Regions from separate parts of the Zea mays genome. Here region 2 is linked to region 1. A link is a contact called in public Hi-C data. All regions are on one chromosome and are shown on one strand. Each heading gives the region's core, a stretch centred on a gene start, on an enhancer-like site or on the middle of the called end of the contact. The rest is flanking DNA. Distances are from core to core; before and after follow the strand shown. Region 1 has its middle 18 kb from the start of LOC111589834. Region 2 holds the start of LOC100285217 (WRKY74 - superfamily of TFs having WRKY and zinc finger domains).

Region 1 (7,795 bases), core at 3,269-5,768:
AATTAACCGGTTTCCTTTTCTCGTCGTCGTCGTCTCTTGGGGAAGAAGAAGACTCGTCGCTGTCGTAGTAGATGATCTTCTTGATGCGCCTCTTCTTCTTCCTGTCCTTCTTCTTAGGACTCGAGCCAGAGTCAGTGGGCTTGTCATCCTTTGGCTCGTTGAAGATGGACTCCTTCTCCTTATCGTTGACCACCATCCCCTTTCCCTTATGATCCATCTCTTCGGGCGATTAGTCCCTTTCGTGAAGAGAACGACTCTGATACCAATTGAGAGCACCTAGAGGGGGGTGAATAGGTGATCCTGTAAAATTCAACAACTAATAGCCACACAACTTGGTTAAGTGTTAGTATGGTTAAGTAGCAAGCTCTTGCGAACACAAGTATCACAGAAAAACAATCACAAAAGACACGCGAGTTTATCCCGTGGTTCGGCAAGTATAACACTTGTCTACCTCCATGTTGTGGCATTCCAATGGACGAGGGTTGCACTCAACCCCTTTCAAGTGATCCAATGATCAATTTGAATACTGCGACTTTTCTTTGCTTATCTCTTTTCCCGTTCGCGAGGAATCTCCACAAGTTGGAGTCTCTCGCCCTTACAATCAAGATCACGGTGAAAGCACAAGAGTAAGGATGGGAAGCAACACACAGAAATCCACAGCAATACACACGCACACAAGCCAAGACTTGAGCTCAAAATGAAGCACAACGAGTTCACTACAAGAACGGAACTCAAATCACTAACACGGTCGATCAAGTGCGTGGAGACGGAGTGTGGAAGACTTAGAATGCTCAAAGTATGCTTGGTTGACTACTCCATGTGCCTAGGGGTCCCTTTTATAGCCCCAAGGCAGCTAGGAGCCGTTGGAAGCATGTCACTATAGCATGTCCGGTGCAGATCTCCTTCCTAAATTGGCGTAGCCGACCGTTGAAACTCCGGGCTGGTTGGCGCACCGGACACTGTCCGGTGCACACCGGACAATCCGGTGCCCCCAGCCGACCGTTGGCGCGGGCCACGCGTCGCCCGCGGATTGCGCGGCCGACCGTTGCTCTGGCGGTCGTTGGCTCACCGGACAGTCTGGTGCACCACCGGACAGTTCGATGAATTTTAGTCGTACGTCATTGAACTTTTCCTGAGAGCGACGACTCATCGGACAGTCCGGTGCACCACCGGACAGTCCGGTGAACTATAGTCGTACGCCGCCGTTGAGTCTCGAGAGCGGCCGGTTCACCTTGGACTTGTCTGGCGCACCGGACACTGTCCGGTGCACCACCTGACACTGTCCGGTGCATCCAGACCGAGCAGCAGTTGGCTGTACACAGCCAACTCTTTTCCAACCTATTTTCTCCTGTTTCCAGCACTTAGACACAATATATTAGTACCCAAATCAATGTACTAAGTCTAGAAACGTACCTTGTTATATGATTTGCACTTCTTCAATCTTTGGAACAATTTAGCACTTAGAGAGAGTGTGTTGGGCACTTAATCACCAAAACAATATAGAAATGGCCCAAGGGCACATTTCCCTTTCACCTACCACTTTCGCAGTGACCCACCCTTCGAGGATATAGACATTCGACAAGGTTCGCACGACTTCGATTTGGTCAGTAAAAATGTAGCTATATATTTTATTATATTCTTCATATAGTTTTTTTTAAACTTCTATCGTGTATTGATATGAAACTTGAATTCAACACAAAAGTAGTTTTTAGGTATTATTTGATTTGTCATGCGATTTTCTTGGCACTCTATGAATTTTGGTCCTACATCCGCCACTGCAGACAACTAGTAGACAGGCACATTCCCGGTCACTGCATACATCACCATAACAATCTATTTAAATAAAAGTTGTTGTACTTTCAAGCTTCTTGTACAACCATCAAACACATAAAATTTGAAAAAAAAATCTTAAAAATATATAAATCATTATTTACTCTATGTATATACCAACTTATAAATTCGAGTTTATCCTACGTTAAGAGATATAAAAAAGTAAAAAAGTCTATCTTTTTAGTCCTTCATACTGATATTTTTTTCTTTTTATATCTTCTAATATTAAATAAATTAGAATATGAAACTTAGTATATTAGTAGAGTAAATAATGATTTTTACTAATTTGATTATATGATAAACTTCGTTAGATAACGGGTTTTTGTTCCCCTCCATGTCTGTCACCACTATCCGTTGGTGCTATCCAGAAGGCGACCTGAGCCCAACAATTCCTGCCCTTTCTTTCTCGTGCAACAACCCACGTTTCCCTGTCGGGCTGCTAAGAACTTTATACTTTATTCGAGGAATTTATTATTCCTATTTATATATGTATCCGCTAGCTGGTCTATTGGCTACGTACTCTTCTCATGTTAAAAGCGTCCATGTCGTCTTCGATCACCCGTAGGTCTAGATTCAATGCAGGTCGCGTAAAAGGCAGGGCCGTCTCAACAATTTCAATGGACGACCCTTGTCTAAGAAAGTGGCAAGAGTCTAGCAATTTTAACGGAAAAGCCAAAAAAATCGTACAAGAAACATTTTAAGAAGGGGATTTGTTTTCATCAATCATATGTGAACATTTGTACGACACACGAGGGTCAGATGACTCTTTCCACAAAAAATAAATTAAAAAAATAAAATAGATCTTCCAAATAAAGTGAATATATGGCCCACACATAAAATATTAAACTATTGATACTGTATTTTATCTTAGTCAAAAACGAGAGAGAGGATATATGTTGAAAATGAGACCTGTCTTTTTTTTTATAGCTCGCTCGGCTGCTTAACCTCCTTCCTTTAGCAAGGTGGTACTATTCGTTAGCGATACACTGCAAACCTTCATGTTGTGTTGGGTTGAATGTTTACTAGTGACCCATCTATGAGGTAACGACACGACGACAGTGAAACCAAAATCGGTGTTTTATAGGAGTACAGGTAATAATAGAGTTAGAAATATTTTTGGGATTTGGGAAGGAGGTACAATTTATATATTAGTCAAGCTGTTTTCAGAGCCGTATAAAATATTTTTAAAAAAAGTCGTACCAAACAGCCTTTGATACAATAATTAAACTGTGTAGTATTATTACTAAGAGTTATTTCGCTTCTAAAAAAATAGTTGAATATCGAAATACAAAACGACGACAAGTAACTCTTTCTAGTTGCTTGTGCTAAATATATAGACCTTTAAACTTTTATTTTGGATAGTGAAATACGTACACTAAACGCTAAATTTATACGTTTATATATAATTCCCTCGTAGGGTTCCTAGTGCCATGGGCTCTATGTCGTTGGCAGCTGCACCTGCTGTCGACGGCCCTACGAAATGGCGCACTACGGACTAAAACAAGATTTAAACAAAATAACAATACTAATTTTGTTAGTGGATAACTGTCGAGTTGAAGAGAAAGGAAACTTGGGGCGACCATATAGAGGGCCTCTTTGGTCCATTTTTTTATGAGGAGCTTTTCTCATATTCTAGTTGTGAGTGAAATCTAATTGTGAAGAGAATCTTGATTTATTCGTTTCGGATTAAAGTCAGTTGTTTGAACTGCTGTAGCTAGAATCTATAGAGATAAAACAATGTAGAACAAGTAGAAATCGATACGAATTAAAGCCAAGTGAATAGGGTATTTGAGTATCGTGGAGATTACGTGCGGGGAAACATGAGTCTATAGGGTTAAGTACGTAAAAGTGACAGTTTCCTACTCCCGCAATTCGCAATGACTCAGCCGGTTTTTTGTTCACATTGATTTTGGATGGTTTTGACTAAAGTGATTTTTATAGAAGGGACCTGAAAAGCTAGGCGTTTGGTAGTCTGCAGTAGCTTCTGGTAGCCAGAAGCTGAAAACAACCGAAACAAAAAGGTCTAGGCAAAAAAAACCTGTTACCCATTATCCAAATTCGAACTACCCGAACCTGGATCTGAATTACCCGATCACTGATTCGAATTTTATTTGAGTAATTCGGGTTACCCATCCCATACCCGATTTGCACCAAATTACCCGAATTTCTAAAAGGCATCTCCTTACATGTAACATTATACAACATAAATAGCCTAGCCCACGTTTGTAATCCCACTGACCAACTCGGTGTCTCGAGCTCTCGGCCTCTTGGGGCACTCGACCGCTCCCAAGCAGGCTCTCAGGTCACAACTGTCCTACTCGGCTACTCGCAGCCTCTCCCAGGCAGGCTCCTAGCCGCACCCACAATCCACGCCATGGAGAACCCTAGCGCCATCGTGGCGTCGCCCGGCCACCGACCACCTGCGACCTGCCACCACCCCACGTTGCCGGACGCCGGTGGCCACGCCTCACCACGCCTGAGTCCTGACGCTCTAGGCCCCTAGTCCTGTTAGCGACAGGTGGCGGCACCGTGAGGAAGAAGGTACAGAGCAATGGGTCAGAGGGGAGAGAGGAAGCAGTCAGTAGATGGTAGAATGTAATTGTTGTTGTGTTTCTTTCTACCCCTTTCCTTCTCTCCTGGATACAAATAACTCTCTCACTATTACAACAGCCATTTTGGGCCGGCATATCGAACACTGGGCTTCTTCACACGACAGCCCATTGCGATGGCTTCTCCACATGCTTCACTTGCTTGTCTTGTATATAAGAGGCACTGACATCCCCCCTCCTTTGGACGACTCTTGCCCCCAAGCATCTGCATCTGGAAACGCCAGTTGGAGCACCTCAGTATCCTGCCATGATGATAGAGCCGCGTCCATACCGGACCAGTGCACAAGAACTTGGTCGATAGTTGGTCGATAGTTGGTCGATGGAGGAACCACCGCGTGACACCGTTCTGCGATCCAAGATCTGTGCATGGTACTGAAGAGCAAGGTTAGCAGTTGGCATGGAAGAACTCACCAGTTGGGGAGGGTGAACATATGGTTTGATCTCGGAGACATGGAACACCGAGTGAACTGCTGCCGATTCCGGTAGACGCGGTTTATAGGCGACCTTGCCAATGTGTTGGATAATCTCGTAAGGCCCAAAGAACTTGAAACTGAGTTTATGTGGCTTGCTCGAGTGGCTACGGACCCTTGGATGTAAGGCTGTAACTTCACATAAACGAAATCCCCTACAACAAATCCATGGTTAGTCCTGCCCTTATCATCCTGGTGCTTCATTCTCGCTGAGCACGCATGAGGTTCTGTTTCACCACACGAAGCATGACTGCATGAGTTCCCTGCTTGATAACCAGTCAGCCAACTCAGCAGTGGACACCGCGTCTGCAGGCACCAAGCTAAACTGTCTAGAGGGTCAGCCATAAACAACCTCAAATGGAGACATTCCCAATGATGAATGAGAACAAGTATTGTACCAGAATTCGGCTAGTGGAAGCCAGTGACTCCGTTTGGTTGGACAGGAATGAGTGAAACTGCTCAAGAAGGTCTCCAGTCACTGATTGACCTGTTCTGTCTATCCGTCGCTCTGAGGATGGTATGTTGTGCTCATTCGCAGTTTGGTGCCTAAAAGGTGAAAGAGTTCTTGCCACAGATGGCTTGTGAAGATACGGTCTGTATATGAGACTAGAGCATGAGGTAGTCCATGAAGTTTGTAGACGTTTGCCATGAAAGCTTGAGCAACTTTGAGTGTAGTGAATGGATGAAGCAAGCCGATGAAATGGGCATACTTACTGAACGTATCCACCACTACGAGGATACATTTAGCTGCACTGGATCAGGGTAACTCTTCAATAAAGTCCAGCGAGACCACTTGCTAGGCTTGGTCAGGAACAGGCAACGGCTGGAGTAACCTGGGATACTTGATGCGGTGGGGCTTCACTTGGTGGCAGACTGCCAGACTGTGCACAAAACGACAAATTCCTTGACCAACTTCTTAAGCCCTGGCCACGCAAAGAGCTGCTTGGCCGTCTGTGGTGACGGGAAAGCCAGAATGGCCTCCAAGCTCACTGTCGTGCAGTGCTGAAAGGATGTGAAGCTGAAGGTCTCGATTAGCACCTAGCCACACTCTGCCCTTATATCGGATGAGACCTTGGTGGAGGGAGTAGGGTTCCTGTGGAGAAGATTGTAATGCTAACACGGTGAGCAGCTAGGTTGCTCTTGCATCCTGGCTGTACCCTTGAACCACCTGAGAGCCACTGGGTAGCTGTGGACGACACACTATAAATCTCTAGGCCAACTGAAGTGCGACGTGGCAGAGCATCGACGGCATCGTTATTCACACCCTTTTTGTAGATGATCTGATATTGCAGGCCTAATAACTTGGTAAATACTCGCTGCTGCCACGGCGCGTGCAGGCGTTGATCAGACAAATGGGAGAGGTTGCGTTCATCAGTGTATATCACGAATTTCGAGTGCTAGAGATAAGGTCGCCATTCGTCCACTGCCAGGATAATAGCTAGGCACTCTTTTTCGTAGGTTGACAGTCCCAAATTTTTGGCGCCAAGTGCACGGTTGACAAAGGCCAGAGGGTGGCCATCCTGTGTAAGTATGTCACCAATACCCGTACCTGATGCGTCGTTCTCCATAACGAATGGTCTGTTGAAGTTGGGAAGTGCCGAAACCAGTGTAGTAGATAATGTTGTCTTGATGGTCTGGAATGCCTGATCATGCTCCAATGTCCAAACAAACAATGACAGACCGTTTGGATCCCTTCATTTTAGAGAAATTGTAATTTAAACAATGACGGACCGTTTGGAACGAGGCCTGCTGCGTTTCAGTCGGAAGCTTGATAGTGGAGATGGCGGGGAGCGTCCGAGAGGAGCCGGAAGCGGAGCACCACTTGCGCGTGGAGAAGGTCCGCTGCTCTCTACGGAGTTACTCAACCGTGGTGCTTGGCCCTCGCGTGGGCTACCCTTTGCGTAGGATCACCAACGAGGATTAGTCAGAACCTTGCGTGAGTCCGGATACCTCGGTTAAAATACCGGCGTCATCCACGAGAGTTTGCATCTTTATCTTGCTCTTTACATTCTGCAATTATATTAAGTATTTAAGTTTCAATCTTGTCTTTCTAGTTAGATTATTTAGAATTGAAACTTAAGCTTTGCGGTAGAGATAGCAACACTTAGACAAAACCTAGGTTGCACATTCTAGTTTGATTATTTGCATAGGTTTTGTTCTAGGGATTCATTTGTGGCCTAGTTTAGAAAGAGTTTTTAGAAGTCCTAATTCACCCCCCTCTTAGGCGTCACTGTTTCCTTCAATTGGTATCAAAGTCTAGTTTGGCTCATTTGAAACGTTTTAGCATCACCGCTAAAAGAGCCGACGTCTTTTAAAGGAAGGGGATGAATACCCATAGGCCACCACACTTCGACGGCACTAACTTCCCATATTATAGTGCTAGAATGGCTTGTTACCTAGAGGCCATTGATCTAGGTGTTTGGAGAGTCACCCGTGACGGGATGAAACCACCAAAAAATTTCGAGAAACCCACCACGAGTGAGAAAAAAGAAATACATTTGAACGCTAGAGCCAAAAATTGCTTGTATGAATCTCTTAGCATGAATATTTTTAATCAAGTTTTTACATTAAAAACTGCTAATGAGATTTGACTAAAATTGCATGAGCTCCATGACGACATATCCAATGTTCGTGAGCAAAAAACATTGTCTAGTCTTAAATGGGTATAATTCTTTTGCTATCAAGGATAATGAGCTTGTTAGAGATATGTATTCTCGTTTGATTCTAATCATCAATGAGCTCAATCCTATTGGCATTAATAAGCTAGGTGATGCGGACATTGTGAGGAAGATTATCTCCCTACTACCACAACAAAGATATGGGAGCGTCATCACCATTCTTCACAACATGGAGGGCTTGAGTCAAATGACCCCGACCATTGTGATT
Region 2 (7,795 bases), core at 1,499-3,998, 130 kb after region 1:
TTTCCTGCTACACGAAGGAGCTTTTATCTATTTCTAGGCATTCTCAGACCCATCTCCTAATCCGAATCAGTTTTATGAGATAACAGAAAGGTCTCAGATAAATGTGATTGAACTCATTTTTTTATCATAGTTCATGACCCGAAAATAGAGAGATTAGAATAGAATACAAAGAATCTTAGAACTCTCGAGTTAGGGTTTACATAAAACTAAATCTAGCGTTTTCGGCCAATGAGAGACTTAGTCTCGGCCAAACCCATCAAATTTGAGATAGCAAAAAAGATCGACATTTTAGGGTTAGAGTTTAATAACCTAACCCTAAAAGGTTCTAAACCGGGTCAACAGAGATCTCAAGGCTCGGATTTTTTTTTAAATTCACGGCCAAGAAACAGTCAATAAGAAACAGAAACCACGCATGGATTAAGTGTACAGAGCACTATCAATATAATCCATAGATTGGTTTTTAGTCAAAGGTACAGAAAATCATCACAGAAAATAACGCAAGGCCATGGATCTATGTTTTATCAACTCATAACTCGATCCCGAATATTACATTACATCCATCTCATACATTCATTCACACAGTAAGGGATTCGAGTAAATGAGGACTAGATCCGAGTTTTTAAAAGTTAAAGACGGTCAAGAGACCGACTCGTCTTACCCACTCCCGAGCTGTCGTGCTCGGACCGCCGTCAGTTCCCGGCCGACAGCAGCTCACCCGCCCGAAGGGATGAGCTAGCTGGCGGCAGGGTCTGCGGGGCCAGTGCTCATGAAGTTTCGGTCGTTTTTTTTAGTGCAGAGGCGGCTGAAAAACAGAGACAGGCGAACTCGCAGAGAGAGAAGGAAGAGAGACAGATCGATAAACAGAGAGCTGTTCTTGTGCGGCTGAAAAAAATATAACACAGAGGAGGCATGCTGGACGTTCGTCAAGGCTAGAACCAAGAAATAAAAAAGAACAAAATCAGATAGAGATGACCATGCAGCCAAGTGCCTGTGGCAATGGCCATGCGGCCAGAATGAACAGCAAGTAGCAGGCGCGGTCGGCATGCTCCCTACGGCGGGTGGGTTCGGCTACAGGCAATGTGTTGAGAGGCGGCTGGGTGAATGGAGCAAATAAACTAGGGCTTAGTCCCTGGCCGATTATTCCGCATTATATAGAACACTGAGATGAATCTGGACTATCGGATCGGCACTGATGGCTGAGATCAATTAAAGGGAAGGGGACGCTGCGTGGGCCAAATGCGCAGCCCAGCTCCAGGTTGCGACTTAGGTGGGCACCGCCCTCTCCCAGCTGTGTTGGGCTGCCGTCTACTGGTCCCAGGCGCGCGCGCCCTCTCCTCCCATGGGTCGCCAGTGCGTGGCTGGGCTACATGGCCAGCAATTTTTTTCCAGCGATTTTTTATTATTATTCCTGGAAATAGTGAAAACTGAAAAGAAATCAGAAAAATAGTACATAAAATTCAGAAAAATCAGAAATATTTTTTTTAAATCTAACAAATTACAGAGAATTTATGGACTATTTTATTCCGCTGCGTACTTTGGTACTTTATTGATTTTATGCAATTTTCAGTTGATTATGAAACCAACGTGGATTAATTATTGTTTAAATTGCATAGAATTCAGAAATTTTGTGATAATTGAATATTTTAACCAATGTTAAATATTGTTACCACATTTTTGAACAGAAACATCTATTTTTGTTCTAGATCATCCAACGATGGTTTAGAATTTTAGAAACATATTATTTTTCTATGCATTACTGTTTATTATGAAGCTTACGTGGATTAATTCTCTTTAAGTGCATAGAAATCCAACGACGGTTTAGCGGTCGTCATGCATCATCCTTTTATAGAAAACCCCATGCATTTCTTCCTAATCGACCTGCACTCGATACCCTCACCCGTTTGCCTAGAAAACGCCATCGTCTGTGTCTTCCGCCCGGTCCCCTCGCATGTCCGCGTCTTCCGGCCCCCAACCAGTCGCCGCCACCTGCGCTCGCATCGTCCGCTCGCCTAGAAACCACTGTCGTCTCCACTCAACGAGTTGAAGGAGTAGGCTTGGCTTGGCTCAAAATCGGCTCGCAAGTTGCATCCATGTGACTACGTCATTATGCTTAAATAATAGGGTAGCAACAATTCTGATATGCCATTTGTTCTCAATAATGATCAACTATGTTTTTTAGGTTCAGGTTCAGAGAAATGTCCATAAATTCTGAGAAGTGCAGCAGTATACACTTCTTTCAATCAAGACTACTGGGTGCAACGAAGATCGTTCTTTCTACCCTCAGGCATCAAGATACAACACCGAATTGAAGGATTGATGGATAATAATGCTAAAGCAGCAAAAAAGGTATTGTTATTATAGCGATGGATTTTTTAATAGACAAACTTCGCATGACTGTTCTTATATAGAGATTAAAACAATGGATAGGTAGGCGAAGGCAAATATGCAGTTTACTGGGAAAAGAAAATTTCCATTCAGATGGTCTTTTCACCTAATTTTGGTCTATAATTTTGAACTTACAAATAAACCTGGCAAGCAAGTTTGGAGCATGGTTAGGATCAAGAACAACATCAATTTTCAGCCTTCAAGGTTACAACCAATTGTCACTACAAAGTCCAGATGCAACTTAATTTTAATTAACAACACAACATATAGCCATATATATGTTATTGTTACACTATTTTTTTCCGTTGCAACGCACGGATACTTACCTAGTTATAAATAAGGGGCAGCTCGCCTCACTCCCTCACACGGTCACACACACCACAACCCAGCCACCCACCACCTCCCCCAATTGCCTCTTCTCTTCTCCCAGCAGCTGCCGCGACGCAGTCCTACTCCTGCGGTGCCTCCAGTTTCGCAGCACCGTTGCCACACATCGCCAACTAACGCCATCGATCACCCGGCGGCCGCCCAGAGTCCTGCCCTGCCATATCCGAACCTGCTCCTGCAGCTAGCCAGCAACACAGACAGAATAGGTCGGTCGGTCGATCGATCGATGGCCAGCGTTATCGACGGCAATGGAGGCAGCCGGCTGGTGGTGACGGAGCTGGGCCACCTCAAGGAGCTGGCGATGCAGCTGGAGGGGCACCTCGGCGGCTCCTCGCCGGACCTCTGCAAGCACCTCGCCTCGCAGATCTCCTCCATCACCGACCGCTCCATCAGCCTGCTCATCACCGCCACCTCATCAAGCCCCCACGGCGGCGCCTCTGACGCGCCGCCCTTCATCAGGGCTACTACCAAGAAAAGGTATCATCATCCCATCGACGACCTTCCTGATTACCATACATAAACCTTCTTAACGAATTATTGGGTCTCTCAAGCCAAGTGGCTTTAAAGTTTAAACTATTGATTTACTTTGCAGGAAGAGGATGGACAAGAAGAGGCATGAGGTGAGGGTGGGCTCGGCCGGAGGCGGCGGCGGCGACCATCCGGCCGACGACGGCTACAGCTGGAGGAAGTACGGCCAGAAGGAGATCCTTGGAGCCAAGCACCCAAGGTGCCCACTTGACACATGCTGTGCTATCAGAAGATTTTTTTCCCCCCTCCTTCATCTTTTCCACACTCCACAGCCCAATCTCATCTGCACGTGTTCTTATCGCAACTTCGCAAGTGGAATCGAAATCATTTTGCCTCTGCTTTCTTTGTCTTCTTTCCATGGCGGGGCTGCAGCTAGTATTGTCCTGGTGGAAATGTCAGTACAGCCTCTTTTTGCTTGTCTTGTTTTGCAATTGTTTGGCTGGCCTCCACTTTTTGTCCGATGTCGGGGGCGAACAGGGATTCATCATATCGTGCGAATCTTGCTCTGGATGCACAAGAAAATTCTCTCTTCTCCTTCTCCTCCTCCTCCTCCTCCTCCTCTTTTTTCCCCTAACAAACAAGATGCCGGAGCTCACAAGCAAAATCTCATGGGCCTGCCTGACCTACCTGCCCGGACCTGACATGATCCACCGTGCGAAATTTCCAGGGGCTACTACCGCTGCACGCACAAGAGCTCTCAGGGATGTGCGGCGACGAAGCAAGTGCAGCGCACCGACGAGGACCCGGCCTTCTTCGACGTCGTCTACCTCGGCGACCACACCTGCGTTCAGAGCCAGAGGGCGGCAGCGACGGCGGGTCGTCAGGCTGCCGCGGACGCGCAGGCGCCGGAGTACGACGCCAACCTCATGGTGAAGACCGAGGGGCCGGCCCTGGAGCCAGAGCAGCAGCGGCGGGGCTGGGAGGACGCGCCCACGCCCTTTCTCTTCTCCTCCACGCCGGCGTGCCTTGTGCCGGAGCGCAGCCCCTTCTCCGCACCGTCCACGTCCGAGAACTGGGGCGTGTCCCCGGCGACCTCGGACTCCAACCACGTCGTCTCTTTCCCGCCTTTCGAGGTCGCCGCCGCCGCTGCCGCGCAGTTCGAGTTCGAGGAAGTCATGTCAGCGATCGACAGAGCCGACGGCGAGTTTCTCGAGGACCTCGACATCTATGTCTCAAGCTTCTTAGCGTGATCTGCTGGATGTAATGTAACCGATGAACGCTAGGGAATGGGAATCTGAGGCAGCTGTTACCATGAGTTGCTCTCTGCCGTTTGTCCAGGGGCAGAGCAGGGAAGAACACATGTTCTTCCTCGGCCCGTCCCGTTGTAAACCTTAGGGTGTGAGAATATTGAATGTCCCATCTCTCTCTCTCTTTTTCTTCGGTCGAGGGTTTGCAAGGAAAACAATTTCGTAATAGTGCTGTCAGTTCAGCTAAACATGTGAGTTTCTCGTGAATTTAAACATTTTTCCAACGTATAACAGTGCAGCTTAAGTTTGCGTGATATTTAATCTGATTAGCTCATGAATATTCAATCATGTATAATTAGTTAGTACTTAAGTACTGACTACATTCACCAGAGTTCGTTTAGCACTGTGCGTGAATTGGTAAAAATTGAAACACTACCAAGTAAAATGCCTCAATTCCAGGTACAGGACGATGATTCGGCGGCGCTCTTGCATATCCATTTCCGTGGCGCGTTGCTGGCTGCACCTCCCCTGGACTGGACAAAATGCTGATTGATCAGTTGATCCGGCGGCCTGTTAAAATTGTTCTAATTAAACTCGTTTTTTGTTTTAAAATCAAAATTGGTTAGTTTTCAATGACTAAACTTTTCCTCGACTCGATAGGTTCAGTTTAAAATTGGATCTCAAACAGCAAATGGGACTATATTTAAATAAGAATATCTAGACTTTCCAAGAAAACTTGAAACAATGATGTGTTGGTTTGTCATCCACTGTACTAATAATATCACTACCTAATACTACCTTGTTCTCTAATACTCCCTCTGTTTCTTTTTAGTTGTCGCTGAATAGTTCAATTTTGTACTATCCAGTGACAACTAAAATGAAACGGAGGAAGTATTTGTTACCCGCTAGTTTATTTTCAAACTAAAACGTGACAAATAAAAAAGAACGGTCCTTTCTTTTTAATCCCCGCATGGAAGATAAGTTAAATGGACAAAAGGTTCCATATTTAAATGTGACATTTTGAAAGGAAGGCAAGATAGACATATGTAAATGTATAAATCATTGTTGATATACTCCCTTCCTTATTACTCTTCTTTTGCTTACAAATGGTTATAATAGTACCTTCGACTACAAATGCAGTAATTTGAAGGTAAAAATATAGCTTCGGGGGTGAATAATTCTCAAGTCACAGGGTTCTATCTCATCATGCATGAAATTGTACCTCTATTTATAGTGGCATCATGGTATACAACTTCATACAAGATTACAATCATACCCACGTTTCTTAAATATATAAACTACAAGTCACGTCAGGACATCATCGTCCTTTTTCTTCACAGACATGTTGGCCAAGCTTCTATATCCTTCTTCTCATTCACCCTTGCTCCCACATCGGTATTGCGGAACTAAAGTTCCCTTTTTAGCCCTCACCTACACGTTGTTCTCATGGAGCCGAAGCTTCTAGCTTCGTATTTTGTTCGTGCACTACTTCATACGAAGGCTAGCTTCGTCAACGTTTTGGAGCACCTGAAACACACTTGAGAGCAATTGGTAGCACAATTTTTTGAGGGCCTTTGGCAAAGGTATCCCCAACAGATTTTCATCTTTTTTCGAATTGTCCATTATTATAATCAATAAATGTAAAAATGGAGTAAAAGTGAATGATGAGGGAAATAAATTTGTCTAAAGCATGCTTTACTCGATTGCTTACTGTAGAGCGACACAGGCTACTACGTGTCCAAAAGAGAGCAATGGGCCAAAGGACCACCATTATTACCCATGTTGCTAATTAAATATAGGGCCAAATAAATAAAAAAACTATCTATAGTAACATTCTAGATCTAATCCACAACATGTATCATATCGGTAATCTCATGAACATCTACCACTAAGGGCCAATAGCGAGACTAAGCATGTAAGATAGCGTGTCAAATGTGTATTAGTCTTCCGAGTTGTGGCATGTACATATGTAGCTTGCATGTCATCAAGAGTAGCAATCAGTTAAGGAATACCACGTGGCGGTGTAAAATCAATCTAATAACATGAGCTTGCCCTAACACGATCAAAGATTGCATCAGGGCAGTATGGCGCTTACATTGAAAACCCCATAGGGAGAGGTGGCGATGCGCCGAGAGGATGGGAAGCATATGCTGCTTGATGAACGAATGGCTTTCTGTTTATTATGACCATGATATGTTACAATATATGCTCATCTGTCTAACTTAAGCTTTCCATCTAATGTACTACTTATTTATGGTATAATGACTTATTTCTATTATACACATCTATTTCCCACCTAGGTCGAATACCTTCTCATTGGAGTCCTTTGGCTAGAAAAAGGAAACCCAAGTCCGACTAAGACTATGTGCCAACAAACGATCAAAACAAAGCGGTAGATTGATCTCAAAGATCTATGCAACTAGATGATGTGTTATCTAGATGATGTGTGGGTGTGAGTGGTTGGTGGAATCTCCTTGAGTTGGAAAAAATCTGTTTTTTCTGCCCAAAATTGTGATTTTTGGACAACAATTTATACAGGTAGCTCAAACTACATCCGCTTCTACAAATTAATTTCTAGGGACGACTCTTGTTCCCATCCGCCTCTAGAGGAAGTTGTAGTTTGAGCCACCTCTATAAATTATTGATGTGTAGAGACAGAAGAGGAGAGGTGGTTGGAACAATAGCCTTTATAGCGGCACCCTAGTTGCCTCTAAAAATCATATCTATGGTAGTGGTGGCCCTACATGGAAATCGAGTCAAACCATTTTGTCCCAAGTGAATAAGTGGTATAAACCTAGGAGCATTCTTTTTGGTATGTATAATAGCCCTACAACTTATAAAAAGTGGCTACCCAAGACATCTATCATTTCAACACTTTGTTATTTCCATAGGGTTAGCCAGGAGTTTCATGTTTTATACATATTAGGCTAGAGAGAATTGACTAACTCTTATGTTAATGTCTCATATGAAGTGAAAGGATGTTCGAGATGAAGTTGTTTTGTTGCTTAGTTGAGTTCATTATTTAATAATCAAAGTGTTTGCTGTATTAATAGAATATAATATTGCCATTTAGGTGAATTGGCTTGGTATGATGGTCTGCTTGCCCATTTTAATGCTTACCTTTCTTCCTTAATGGGTGTTTGGCCATAAGAAATCGACAATGCCCTATGTAAACAACTTTTCTACTATGATGTAGATACATGTTATCAGTCTCATCTAAACAATGGATGTAGGCCCTGAATCCCTTATTGCATTGTCCTAGTAGGCAGGGGCAAAGCCAGGTTTTGAGATTGTGGGGGACAAATCAG

The links. A called contact is a pair of places that touch in the nucleus more often than the background predicts.
Region 2: a Hi-C map of endosperm shows a contact between it and region 1, with 2.1 times the contacts expected there. The contact joins the promoter of LOC100285217 here to the enhancer-like site in region 1. A contact is called at or near these places in 3 of 25 Hi-C or Micro-C datasets (ear, endosperm and leaf).

Annotation. Positions count from the first base shown.
Region 1 is chr7:96,630,258-96,638,052 of Zm-B73-REFERENCE-NAM-5.0, forward strand. No RefSeq gene overlaps it. Among protein-coding and RNA genes, the nearest start is that of LOC111589834, 18 kb to the right of the region's middle. Within about 2 kb of position 4,519, at least 16 of the 20 cell types and tissues checked have an H3K27ac peak or open chromatin away from gene starts, as enhancers often do. A contact at or near this core is called in ear, endosperm and leaf, where this site is marked.
Region 2 is chr7:96,757,192-96,764,986 of Zm-B73-REFERENCE-NAM-5.0, forward strand. It overlaps LOC100285217 (WRKY74 - superfamily of TFs having WRKY and zinc finger domains), which reads left to right and starts at 2,749. Exons shown (of 2, transcript NM_001413656.1): 1 at 2,749-3,249; 2 at 3,365-4,831. The coding sequence starts at 2,999. The coding sequence ends at 3,941.